Linked DNA regions of Drosophila melanogaster: region 1 is linked to region 2. A link is a contact called in public Hi-C data. All regions are on one chromosome and are shown on one strand. Each heading gives the region's core, a stretch centred on a gene start, on an enhancer-like site or on the middle of the called end of the contact. The rest is flanking DNA. Distances are from core to core; before and after follow the strand shown.

Region 1 (6,423 bases), core at 723-3,222, 630 kb before region 2:
AAGTGATCGCACATATATCGTGATGTTAAAAGAGCTTAGAGAACTGCCAGTATCTCAATAAAATTTTAAGATATAATTATCTTGTATTTTACTATCAATATAGTAAAAAAAATCATTCAATGTACAACGACAATTTAACTAAATATAACTAAATATATGTAATTTGCATAATTATCATATTATGAAGGAAAGAAATCAAGCTATATATAGCGGCTTCTTAGACAAAAGTGATACAACTAAAGTTTCTTTCTCCTAAAGTTTTTAAGTATTTTTACTCTTCCCCTTATTAGGATTTTCTTTTTCTTATTAGATTAATTTTAAATTTTTAAACTTATCATATTACATTTCACTTTGAAATATATAAAATATATATATTTTTAAATAAGAAAATTAAAATACAAAACAGCTATCAAATCGAAAGTTTTAAACAGAATGAAGTAGTTTGGTATGATTATTTATCCGATGTACTTCAGTTTTTTCCGACTCTACTGAAAAGGGGAAGTGTTAACCGACTCTAACACAAAAGATATTTTCAGCATTGTTTTTTCTACAAAATATTCATAAACGTTATTCATAAAACGTTAAAAATAAATATTTATTGTGCTTTTATTATTGTCAAAACATGAACAATAAAGCATGCAGCTTTATTTTCGTAATTGAATTAAGAAAGTTATCTTTGGCAAGCCGAATCGTAAAGTAACGGTGTAAACAGATTAAAAACAAATTAATAAAAACTAATGAAGTTATTCCGGCATGCTCTGGTAATGGTCATTTTTTGGATTTGGGCAAAATCTTTCGATTTCGTTTTTAGGTGCTCTGGTTTTCGCAACATTTCTGATATCGGGATGCTTCATAAACAGTAAACAGCTGTTTCAGACCATAGAGCGGCCATCTTATTCACAATTTTTTAAATTTTATAAGTATTTTTACCTTCGTACATATGACCTCTTGCCAAATCGAAAATTTTTGTTGCCGACGGCAAAATTTTGTATGGCAAATCTGAGGTGGGGTCAGAAATAATTTTTCTATAAAATATCTATGTCGCAGAATAATCTTGTGGGGTTATGTGGAGTAAACAATGGACCACTAATCTGAGGTGGGGTCAGAAATAATTTTTCTATAAAATATCTATGTCGCAGAATAATCTTGTGGGGTTATGTGGAGTAAACAATGGACCACTAAGATCTAAGATCTGTTATGGCCAAACAAAAGTGCCCGTTTTACAAATCAAAAGATCGAAAATTTTTGTAGCCGAAGGCAACATGTTGTTTGTCAAATCTGAGGTTTAATCAGAAATAAATATTTTATAAGATATCTATGTGGCAGAATGATCTTGTGGGGTGATGTGGAGTAAAGAAGGTACCACTAAGATCTGATTTGATATAAATATAGGCATTTACTTTTCATTTCGGCCAAACAAAAGTGAAAAATTCTTGCGAATTCAAAAACCGGAGCACCAATTTTTCGATTTCACATCGAAATCGTAAGATTCTTACGAATTCGAACACAGGAGCACCAGTTTTTCGATTTTAAATCGAAATCGTAAAATTCTTACGAATTCGAATACCGGAGCTTGCCCGATTATATTTTATTTTATAAATTCAATTTTTCCCGAGCGCTAATATGGCAGAGAATTTCGATCAACTCACATTTGTGTTCCACTTTAAATTTGTCTTCATATCAGAGCACGTGCTTTTGGTTTTCTAAAAACAACTCCTACAAAAACCTTTATATTTAATATACAATGCGGTTAGTCTCTTTGTTTGATCTAAATTGTTTCTCTTGAGTATTGCTTGCTATTATTAAAAGATTTTCAACTCTCTGAAGTCCTTTTAGAAGCATAGAAGTATTTAGAAGATTTAAGAGTTAAAGTATTAAATAGTTTGTGATATCAGAATTACTTTTAAGTGGAAACGGCGTTTCATAAGCCGATATAAAAAACAATAAATACATATCTGAATTTATCGATAAGGTATTTCATATTATAAATTTATGTAAACTACAAATTTGTCTGTTCAAAAGCCTGCGAGTCATTGTAAAATACAATAATCATATCTGCAAAGTAAACTAAATTTATTATGAACGCTGGGTTATTTTAGTTTTCAATAAAATGTAATACCAAAGTTCTGTTTAATGTAAATTGGTAAACAATTTACGTGCAACTCTATACATTGTATTAATCAATTTTGGGCTATATGTGTATATAGATATATAAGTGAATGTATATATTCAATGTTACAGCATGTATTATTAAAAATATTAGTTTTTTAAGTGGCTCATCAGCTCTAAATTTAACTTTGCTTAATTTGTTCAGTAATGTTAAACTATATTTTTGATTTTAGTAATTTTAGCCACCCAAAATATGGAAAAAAAGATCTCATCGTCATCCCAGCCCCGGATTTTAAAAAAGAAGCACTTCAGGGTTAAGCATCAAAAGGTTAAATTATTTAGAGCCAATGAACCAATTTTAAGTGTGTTCATGTGGGGAATAAATCACACTGTATGTAACAAATATTAAACAAGAAAGGCAAGATAAGCTAATTTGAAATATTTCCAGATTAATGAATTAAGTCACGTTAATATACCTGTAATGCTTTTGCCGGACGATTTTCGAGCTTATTCTAAAATTAAGGTGGATAATCATCTATTTAATAAGTAAGAAACCAAAACAAATACATTTTTGATATTCTCAATCGTTGGTATTTTCCTGTTATTATATCCACTACAGAGAAAACATGCCGTCACATTTCAAAGTCAAGGAATATTGCCCCCTTGTGTTTCGAAATTTACGTGAAAGATTTGGCGTTGATGATGTTGATTACCGCGAGTCCTTAACTCGATCCCAACCTATTCAAATTGATTCGTCTGGAAAATCAGGAGCGCAATTTTATCAGAGTTATGATAAGTTTTTTATAATAAAAAGTTTGACATCGGAAGAAATTGAACGAATGCACGCATTTTTAAAGCAATACCATCCGGTGAGTAAAGTATGGTTTAATTGACTAAAATATCCTTATTATAATTTTTAGTACGTTGTGGAGAGACACGGAAAAACGCTGTTACCTCAATACTTGGGAATGTATCGTATCACTGTAGAAAGCGTGCAATATTACTTCGTTGTCATGAGGAATGTTTTCAGCTCCCACTTGACAATACACAAGTATGAAATATGTTGAAAGTTACACCGATTATATGTATAGTATAACCATTATTTATTCGATAGAAAGTTTGATTTAAAAGGTAGCACCGTTGATCGGGAAGCATCAGAAAAGGAACTTGAAAAAAATTTGCCGACTTTCAAGGACAATGATTTTATAAAACAAAAAGTGAAATTAGACATTGGAAAGGAAGCTAAGGACAAACTAATGGACACGCTGAGCAACGATGTGGATGTAAGCAAAAATTTTTATTTTATTCGTATAATAATTGTTTTTATCAAAATTTAAACAAGAAAGAATGCGAGTTTCCCGACTATCAGATATCCGTTACTCAGCTAGTGGAAAGTCAAAGCGAAATTTAATTGGGGAATCAAATGAGAAACAAGGGAGAACGCTATAGTCGGGTTCCCCAACTAGTTGCCCTAATATTAACGGCATTAGATGGGAGGAGAAAAATGTGAATTGACTGGACGAAGAAGTTCGCTAGAAACTGCGACACAACTAATAAAATTAAATAAAATTTGTTATAAATGTGGGCGACAGGTGGCAATAAGTTTTTTGGCATATCAATAGAAATTTACAAGACTAAAAAAAATATGAAAAAATATAAAAACAATATTCAAAAGTTCAAATCTTCATGTCTTCATTTAATAGTTTCTGAGATCAAGGCGGTCATAAGGATTGACGTTCGGATTCAGACATTGATCCTGATCAGGAATATAGCGTCCGAAACGCTTCATATTACCTGTTATATACTTTCCAACAAATATAGTATACCAATTTACCAAAGACAATAGAATAACAAGATGCGTAACGCCATACGATTTTTTTTTGGCGTGGCTTTAGAGGTGGCTCCAGGCTCTCTCGAATTTTTGTTCAAGAGCGAGAGAGCGGAAATCTCTACAGCCAGCAGCTCTTTTCTACGCGTACCAATAGTACCAATATAGTATACCAATTTACCAAAGACTATAGAATAACAAGATGCGTAACGCCATACGATTTTTTTGGCGTGGCTTTAGAGGTGGCTCCAGGCTCTCTCGAATTTTTGTTCAAGAGCGAGAGAGCGGAAATCTCTACAGCCAGCAGCTCTTTTCTACGCGTACAGTGACAGCCGACAACTGTACGTATGCTCATGCATTGTAAATTTGACGAAATAAGCCCTTCATCTTAGAAGTTCTTAGACTTTAAATCTACATTATTTTTGATCAATTGGCACCATGTACAAATTTATTTGTTTTGAATTGCCTTAACGTTGTTTTTATTTAAATATAGCTTAGAAATAATAATAGCCTAATCTTCTATGTACATAATACCAGAAAATAAATTTCAAAAATGACTTTATATTAGAATATTTGTCATTAGAGTATTCAGCTTGCGACGACTAGACTTGTTGAATCGATCTGAAACATCGAAATTTGGGAAGCTGTAAGTGCTATAAGGAGTGCAATTAACATATCGAGGATCATCGTCTTACATATCTTGAATGTTATTAATTCATAGGGACTACAAATTTGTCGCCTTGCACATTTTATATAAATTTCAGGTCTTGAAAATCATACGAATGTGCTGCCATTTTCAAGCATATTGCGTTAAATCTAATTCATAAAAAAAAGTCCTACGAAGTGGTACTTGAAAACCATTTAATCTGAACAAATTTATCTAAAAACCTTTAAATTGTTGTAGTTTAACCTATATAACCAGTAGATATAATTATGTCTTGCATGACTTGATAATTTATTTATTTATAAATATAAATTACCAATACTTTTTGATAGCATATGGTGACATATAATTTATTTTAGCTTTTAACCAAGTTGCACATTATGGATTACTCTTTGTTGGTCGGCGTGCATGACTGTGTTCGTGCAGAGGAGGAAGCTTTGCAGGGAGATAATATACTAACTGTTGGTCGCAGTGAGAACAGCGAAAGCGAGGAATGCGATAGCGGGGAACGGTAAATAAAAATTATTTTATTTAAGCCTTAAATGTACGCAGTTCTTGTTAAAGCTGGACGTATAACACTCCTCCCGATTCTCCAAGAGGTGCACAGTATAAGGAAGTCGTTTATGAAGTTGATATATATGACATTCCAAGTATTGAAGGTAAATGTAGTTTAAAAGTTTTGTACGCAATAGCCCTGATAACTTAACAAAGAGCATTTTTATATTGGTCGTTTTTATATTTTTCAAGTTTTTGAAAATGATGCGTGCGTGCTTATGACGTAAAAAAATTGAAACAAAATTTACGTTAAAGCTCGTTTTTTTAAGATTTTACCCAAAATATTTGGAAAAACAATATATGTTGTTTTTCCATTTTATGCATGATTAAAACACCGGGGAGTACCGATTTCTGAATAGGATACTTAAACTTTCTCTTCTGATTCAGCAGTTAAGATCGTAGCTTCAATCAGACTTGGGAATCACTCTTTTAGTGGCAATCATCATAAAATTTCAGTTGCTTCAATCGTCAACTATCGTGACCATTTCGCTTCATTTGATGTGTTTCGTGCATTGCGCTTATACAAGGGGTACAATATAGTTAAGCAAAAATGTGTGATAACCTTACACCAATTTACATTACATTCAATTTATTTAAATAATTTATTAAAGAATAAATATTATTCTTTAATATATTTAATAATAAATATTATTAAGAATAAATTTATAAAGAATAAATAAATACTTTGTTCTTTGACATACAATGCAGGTAAAAACTATTTTAATAGAACCCCATTAATAAATTTAAATTTCAGTTGTTAACTAATGAGATTTCTATTACTGGTTTCTTAGTGCACATTTTAATTTTTTGGTCCAATCACTTCTACCGTTTTGCCACTAATACTACCGGTATTAAAATTAGAGAATTAATGTATATTTTGAACTGTATTGCAGAAAAACGCGAAATTTACTTTATTGCAATTATTGACGTTCTTACACAATATGGAGTAAAAAAACAGGTATTTCATTTAATACTTAAAAGAAAGGTTGTAATTTTAACAGCATATTTTAGGCAGCTAAAGCAGCCAAAACTGTTAAATATGGCAGTAATGTTGACGGTATATCAACCTGTGACCCTGAACAATATGCCAAACGATTCTTGGACTTTATGGATAAAGCTATAGAATAAAGTATTATACTCATTATGTATTTGCCACATTCAAAATGTCAAAAATGTATTTATCTAAGACATAAAATATAAGATATTATTTTGAAGCTTCCAGATGATCATCTTTTGGACGAATGCAAATATATTGCCTTAAATATCC
Region 2 (6,030 bases), core at 3,085-5,584:
CGATTATGTTTGGCTGGATTGGAATCCGATTAAACTGATCAATGTTTGAATTAATAGTAGTTGGTATGCCATTTATATTGTTATTCCCGCTTAGTGGATTAATTGGAATTCCTGCCGACTGCGGTCCCCCTATAATTTGGCCTCCATTTATACCAATGTTGGTTCCAATAGCTATGTTATTGCCGTGGCTATTCACATGACTTTCATCATTATTCGCTATATTGACATTAATGGCTCCTCCGGTGTCTGTAACAGATTTAGAATTGCTTAGCGCCGTGGTTTTGTTGTTGTCCTCTGGGGCACAACACACTTTAAAGACGACTTTCATGTTATTTGTAGAGCATCGACCTCCAATTCTTCGATATAAATCATCCTTAGATGAAGTTGCTAAATAAATATTAAAAATATTATTTTTTAAATAGAAGGAATGCAAACGAACTCACAAATAAAGTAATAATCATTTCCAGGTAGGAACTCCAAGCCACCTGGCTGCGGTGTAAATGGCCGGAAAGTTATTGTAAAAAACATTAATTTCTGAGGTTTATCACATATAGCTATTACTCGCGGATCTGCATTTGTTATGCGACAAGTTTCATACTCCACTTTAGACACATTGTAAATTATGTATTTTTCAGTTTCGTTCTCAAAAGTCCCTGGCTCATATACTGGGCATATTATATGAACCTGATCGAACTCAAATGCAAGATTGCCTTTATTAACATCGATAATATGATCTGTGTTATCAATCCGAAATCTGTGGATATAAGAGTGCAATCAAATTACATTTTGTTTTGAGAAAGTCAGAAAACGATTTTCAATAAATAAGCGCAAATCGAAATACCAAATTTGGGCCAATTAATGTGCAAAACATCACACATAGTAACGATGAGCACTGAACGCGTAGGGTTCAAGGAACTACATATCATATATAATTTTAGATTTGGAAAATGCTGAAATAGTTCGCACAGAATAGTTTAAGCAACAGTTTATGAAAATGCTGAAGTTAACATTTTGAAAATGGAAAATTGGGTTGTTTTTATCTGATCTAGACTTTATTGTTTAATGCCTTGGCTACGAAAACGTGCATTTGTCTTCTGTTTTTGGGGTTTGTTGTCCGATTTTGGAAGTAACATTATCCTAACAAACTTAATGTCCCATTGCAATATGGATGGTATAGATGATATGGATATGTTTATATCGAGAAAGAGAAAACCAGACAAAATGAGTAGGCCATATATGCCCTGATGCGATTACCAAAAAAGTTACTAATCATGATCCTTAGGGATCAATGGGATCGCCTAATCATCGTCTGCTCACTTGCACAACAAATTATGACAATAGTTATTCTATCGAAAATGACTCATGTGCATTACTAATTGCTGGGAAAGTTTATAAAAGCCCAGCGTGTTTATACGCGACATTAGGGATTAATTTATCAATATATTATTGGCCAGCAGTCTTATTATTGGAAAGAAAATTTTATTTGAAATAACAAATCCCCTAAACGAATAATAATAATCCTCATACTACTGACTTAAAAACTGTAATAATTGTAATAAAACATAATACATTTGTAGAGAAAAATAAAAATCTACAATTTTTAACTTCAATAAAATTATAATACCGCTGCTTAAGTATACCACTATATTTGAGTACTTACATACTGTTCGATGTGTTCCAATGCATGTAAAAAGTCTTGGCGCAACTAGACATGGTGGAGAGCAAAACAGTTTCCATACAAATTAAAGTGAGCAACGTAACAAAGGATGTGGCACCAAACTTTGGAAATGGAATCATCATTTTGCATCTCATTGGCGATGGCTGAGGCGAAGATAACAAACAGTTTCTGTTCTTAATCCTCTTTTTACCAACAAAATGCCGTGATGCCTTTGATTCTATCCCTGCTTCCACCAGTACTGATGAATGCTTCTCGGGTGGTTGTCTTTTACTCGGTGAATAAAGCGGCTTGAGATTGTTAAAACCTTGAAACTTGCTTTTGCTCTTAGACTTTCGATGCATAGCTGGTTGCTGTTTATTCGTTGTCGTAAGCGCCTTATGTCGAATTTTTGGGATACTCTCAATACTTCCTGGCACGTACAGCTTAATGCTTAAAGGTTTTCCAGAGTATAGCTGAACTTTATGTTTCTCCTTTTGTTGCTGATGCCGGTGAGATTTGCAATTGGGGAAAGCTACTGGTGGATGTGAGTCTTCAAGCACTTTACTGGTAGTTAAGCGCCTCTTACATGCCAACATGCTCCGACGTTGACAACTGTCATGAATCTGAGACTTTGACTGGGTCCAGGAAACAGTAAGACGCAGTTGCTTTGATCGTTCTTGCATACCGCCAGCAATGTTTTCGATGTTAGATCGTTAGTAGCTTTCTTGCTAAATGCATACAATAAACCTCCGAAATAAGAATATGTTGACTGGCTACATCTACATCTGTGTCATTCCGCACCAAAGTGTCTTGCTCCATCTGCAATCAATAAAATAACAATTTTTACAACAAAACGCTGTAGCCGTGTACGAATTCTGGGCATAAAAAAAAAACACTGAAACTGCAGTGTAACTTGTAACATGATTTTCTCACTTTGGACGGTATAGTTACGAAGCGCACCAACAGACTAAAGACTACTATGCGGTTTGGTTGTTTACTTTACCCTTTAAAAGATTTCTTATAAATGAGTAAATTATATGTAGTGCGTTATAAAGTCAGGTGCAATTTAATTTTTGATGACAATAGTTAAATAATACAACTTTTGTGCATATATATCACTATATAAATATATATGCATATATAGGAACAATCCGAAAAAATTAAATTGAAAAGGCCGTTAAATTATTGTTTCTTTTTCATCTGTGATTTAGGTCTAGTATTCTTTTTAACGTAGACTTAGTTTTCACCTCTTCAAGATTAAATTTTGATACTGAAAATGAAATTGATATAATACCTAGGGTTCTTAGAAAATTTAACCCGACTTTTTTAGAGCGGAATTATACTTTTCAATTTATCTCGTCAAAAAGTTTACTAGGCAGTTAAAAAAGAAACAATACTTTAACGGCATTCTTTTTCGACCCGTATATGTATATGAACTACAAAATAAAAGGATTTCAACCTTCAATTCGAAGGTCGTTTGGCAAACGGAAAGAAAGACAAAAAATATATCGACATGGCTGTGTAAACTGATCAAGAATATGTGTTCTTCTATTGACATTTCCTCCTTTACTTCGTTGACAATCCTGACTGAAATTAGTTTACCCATTGCAAAATCTAACTACATATTATATCTACTCATTCTAAGCTTTGAGATCATTACGCGTTAACATTTTAATGTAACAGTAGCATATTATGCGTATTTATATTTTTATGTAAAGTTTATACAAGTTGATCTTTAAAACAAACAGCCTAAGACTGAGGGATCCTGTTTGCGCCGCGTTCGGCGGCAGTCGGCGAAATAAGCAGCTGTTAATGCTGATCAACAATATTTATATGTTGACTACCGCCACCTGACAGATTACGAGATTTTTAAAAGTACTTCGCTTTAACTTTGGAAACCGCCTAATTGATTTGATTCGACCCTGATTGATCAAAAATACTTATTTAACAGGCCGGCAAACCAATTATCAATTTAAGTGGGATACTACATTTTAATACATGTATGGTACATTTTCTATACAAACAGGGTTGGTAATGGCTTGGCGAAATATTAATATATTTTTTAACATTCATAGTCATAAACAATCAACATGGCATAAGATCAACAATATATAGCGGATCTGCAGTTCTTGACATTCAATTTATAACGGAACAATCAATATATTTCTTAAAAATTGTATGTTTAAGTGATAAAACATCCCAACAGCATTATACAATTACATATGTATGTATACACCAAAAGACATTTCTGTATACATACACAGTGACGACACACTCTCCGAGGAGACAGAAGAAACTCTATATATACACAAACATCTTACTCTCGGGGAAACATTCTTATTCGATACGATTAACAATCCGGTACAAATATGTTGGTATAACATAGTTGACATATAAAAACACAAAATATACATATATGCCCATAACACCGTCTTCCTTTTTTGGTACATCTTTTTCAAAATTACATTTTCACATGATTAAAAATTGTTCCAAACAGGTTTTTGTCTGAAGAGAAATACTCGAAAACAGCTCATTTAAATTAGTTTTTTCTACACTTGGACTACATACAAGAATTATTTATATAAATACTGTAGAGCTAGAGCTATAAAAAAAACTTGTTTAGAGCTGGAACAAAAAACGATGTTTACTTTAACTTTCGATGTATAAAGAAACTTAAGGGCATCGATAATTTTACAAATCAATCGATAGCGATTTTTTTCCAAAGGCCCGTATAATCTTATAATATAAGTCAAATGGTTTGGTTTTTTTTTTTTTTTTTGAATTTAACATATGCGAATTTCTACTATAAGTAATATTCACAGTAAAAACCATACCATATTGATAGGAAACTGTCTTATAAAGATTTTATTTGACATTTGTTGTAGCAGAACCATTATGTAAGTTCCTAGTAAATTTTTTAGCTAGGCTTAAGCACTATTTTATGTTTTAAGAATAATTTTATAATTATTAAAATTTATCTATTACCCGTGTCGAACCTATTTTGATTGGTGTAAGAAGTTTGAAACCCAGTGAAAGAGTTAAGAATTTGAAGTAAATATATATATGGTCAGTATCAAGAGCCGAGTCAGCACTACCGTCTGTCCGATCATCCGTTTTTACGTTACTATCTCTTAGCACCGGTTCTTGACTGCATAAAATTTTTGTTCAAGTTAAAAGAGTTTTCATAATTTTGTTTTCTTAAGTTTAGTCATCGGACGAAAAGTCCAGAAATCAATTGTTAATTAAAGAATTTAAATAGTTTCGTTGTTTTTAGTCATTAAATGTCCACATTCGCTCTGCTGAGATACTGCTAAGATATATAAGTTTAGCCTTGCAGAAGCTATCATTATTATCTCTAGTAATTATATTTTTATAGTGCTCCATTAACGCAAAATTCGCTTCATTGGGATGATGTAAAATTCAGGTCTTCGAAAAATTAATTGCAATTATTGTTTATAACATTATATAAAGATAAATAAAAACTTGGGTAAACGAGCAGGATGACAAAGTGTGTAATATATATAAGGGAATTTATGTGTTTTGCACTTCATTTTCATGAAGCAACAACCTGCGATATATTATTGGTGTAAATAGTATATAAGCTGTACGAGATTCGGTGTTTAAAGTAATTTTCGATATTTTTTGGATAGAATTCCGATTGCGGATAACTATTTGGTTGTATTAGATTCCTGAATTGTTACTAAAGAAACATAAATAGAGGAATTTGACTATCAGGATGGCCAATATAATGAGAAGAACGTTGATTCCTGGACTTTCACACTTGAGGCTGCGGCCACAACTTGTTGCAGCTGGATCGGCCGCGTTAACGTAAATAGTAAATGCTTACATAATTCGAATATATCATTTATATTTGTCCAATTGGAAACTCGTTGTTTAGTTCTCAGGAGACGCGACGGGGAGCAGCCAAGTGGTATCCAGACCCTGAGTTCATGAAGCAGTTTAGCGGCCCGGTGATGTATCCAGACGAGGTCACATCACTTTGGACAGTGCCACCATGGAACAGTTAGTTGGTAACCCAATATTAAACTGACCCTTGAACTAATCGCTTGACTTACCTCCTCTACTAGGCAAAGTAACGCCTGTCGAAAAGTCGGTGCGTAATCTGACCTTGAACTTCGGCCCACAACATCCCGCCGCCCACGGAGTCCTTCGTCTTGTGCTGGAGCTGGATGGAGAGGTTTAAGCTGTTAATCGACCACAGGTCTTGTGTAAATTAAAACCTCTGTTATTGCAGACCGTTATGCGTGCCGATCCGCATATTGGGCTGCTGCACCGTGGGACCGAAAAGCTCATAGAGTACAAGACATACACCCAGGCATTGCCGTATTTTGACCGGCTGGACTACGTCTCGA

Evidence for each region. A called contact is a pair of places that touch in the nucleus more often than the background predicts.
Region 1: a Hi-C map of the Kc167 cell line shows a contact between it and region 2, with 2.5 times the contacts expected there. The contact joins the promoter of PIP4K here to the promoter of Ephrin in region 2. A contact is called at or near these places in 4 of 107 Hi-C or Micro-C datasets (the Kc167 cell line, the S2 cell line and embryo) and 1 of 6 datasets of contacts at active chromatin or transcription factors (the Kc167 cell line).

Annotation. Positions count from the first base shown.
Region 1 is chr4:1,192,397-1,198,819 of dm6, reverse strand. PIP4K (Phosphatidylinositol 5-phosphate 4-kinase) reads left to right here and starts at 1,972. Exons shown (of 10, transcript NM_001038717.2): 1 at 1,972-2,112; 2 at 2,343-2,500; 3 at 2,558-2,655; 4 at 2,729-2,978; 5 at 3,030-3,160; 6 at 3,224-3,392; 7 at 4,961-5,112; 8 at 5,166-5,260; 9 at 6,050-6,114; 10 at 6,168-6,401. The coding sequence starts at 2,363. The coding sequence ends at 6,284. It overlaps CG33521, which reads right to left. Exons shown (of 11, transcript NM_001014705.3): 11 at 6,126-6,423.
Region 2 is chr4:570,059-576,088 of dm6, reverse strand. It overlaps Ephrin (ephrin,), which reads right to left and starts at 4,334. Exons shown (of 5, transcript NM_166771.2): 1 at 3,918-4,334; 2 at 1,661-2,476; 3 at 444-754; 4 at 1-387. The coding sequence starts at 2,340. It overlaps ND-49 (NADH dehydrogenase (ubiquinone) 49 kDa subunit), which reads left to right and starts at 4,535. Exons shown (of 7, transcript NM_001272135.1): 1 at 4,535-4,554; 2 at 5,308-5,485; 3 at 5,556-5,680; 4 at 5,746-5,855; 5 at 5,913-6,030. The coding sequence starts at 5,394.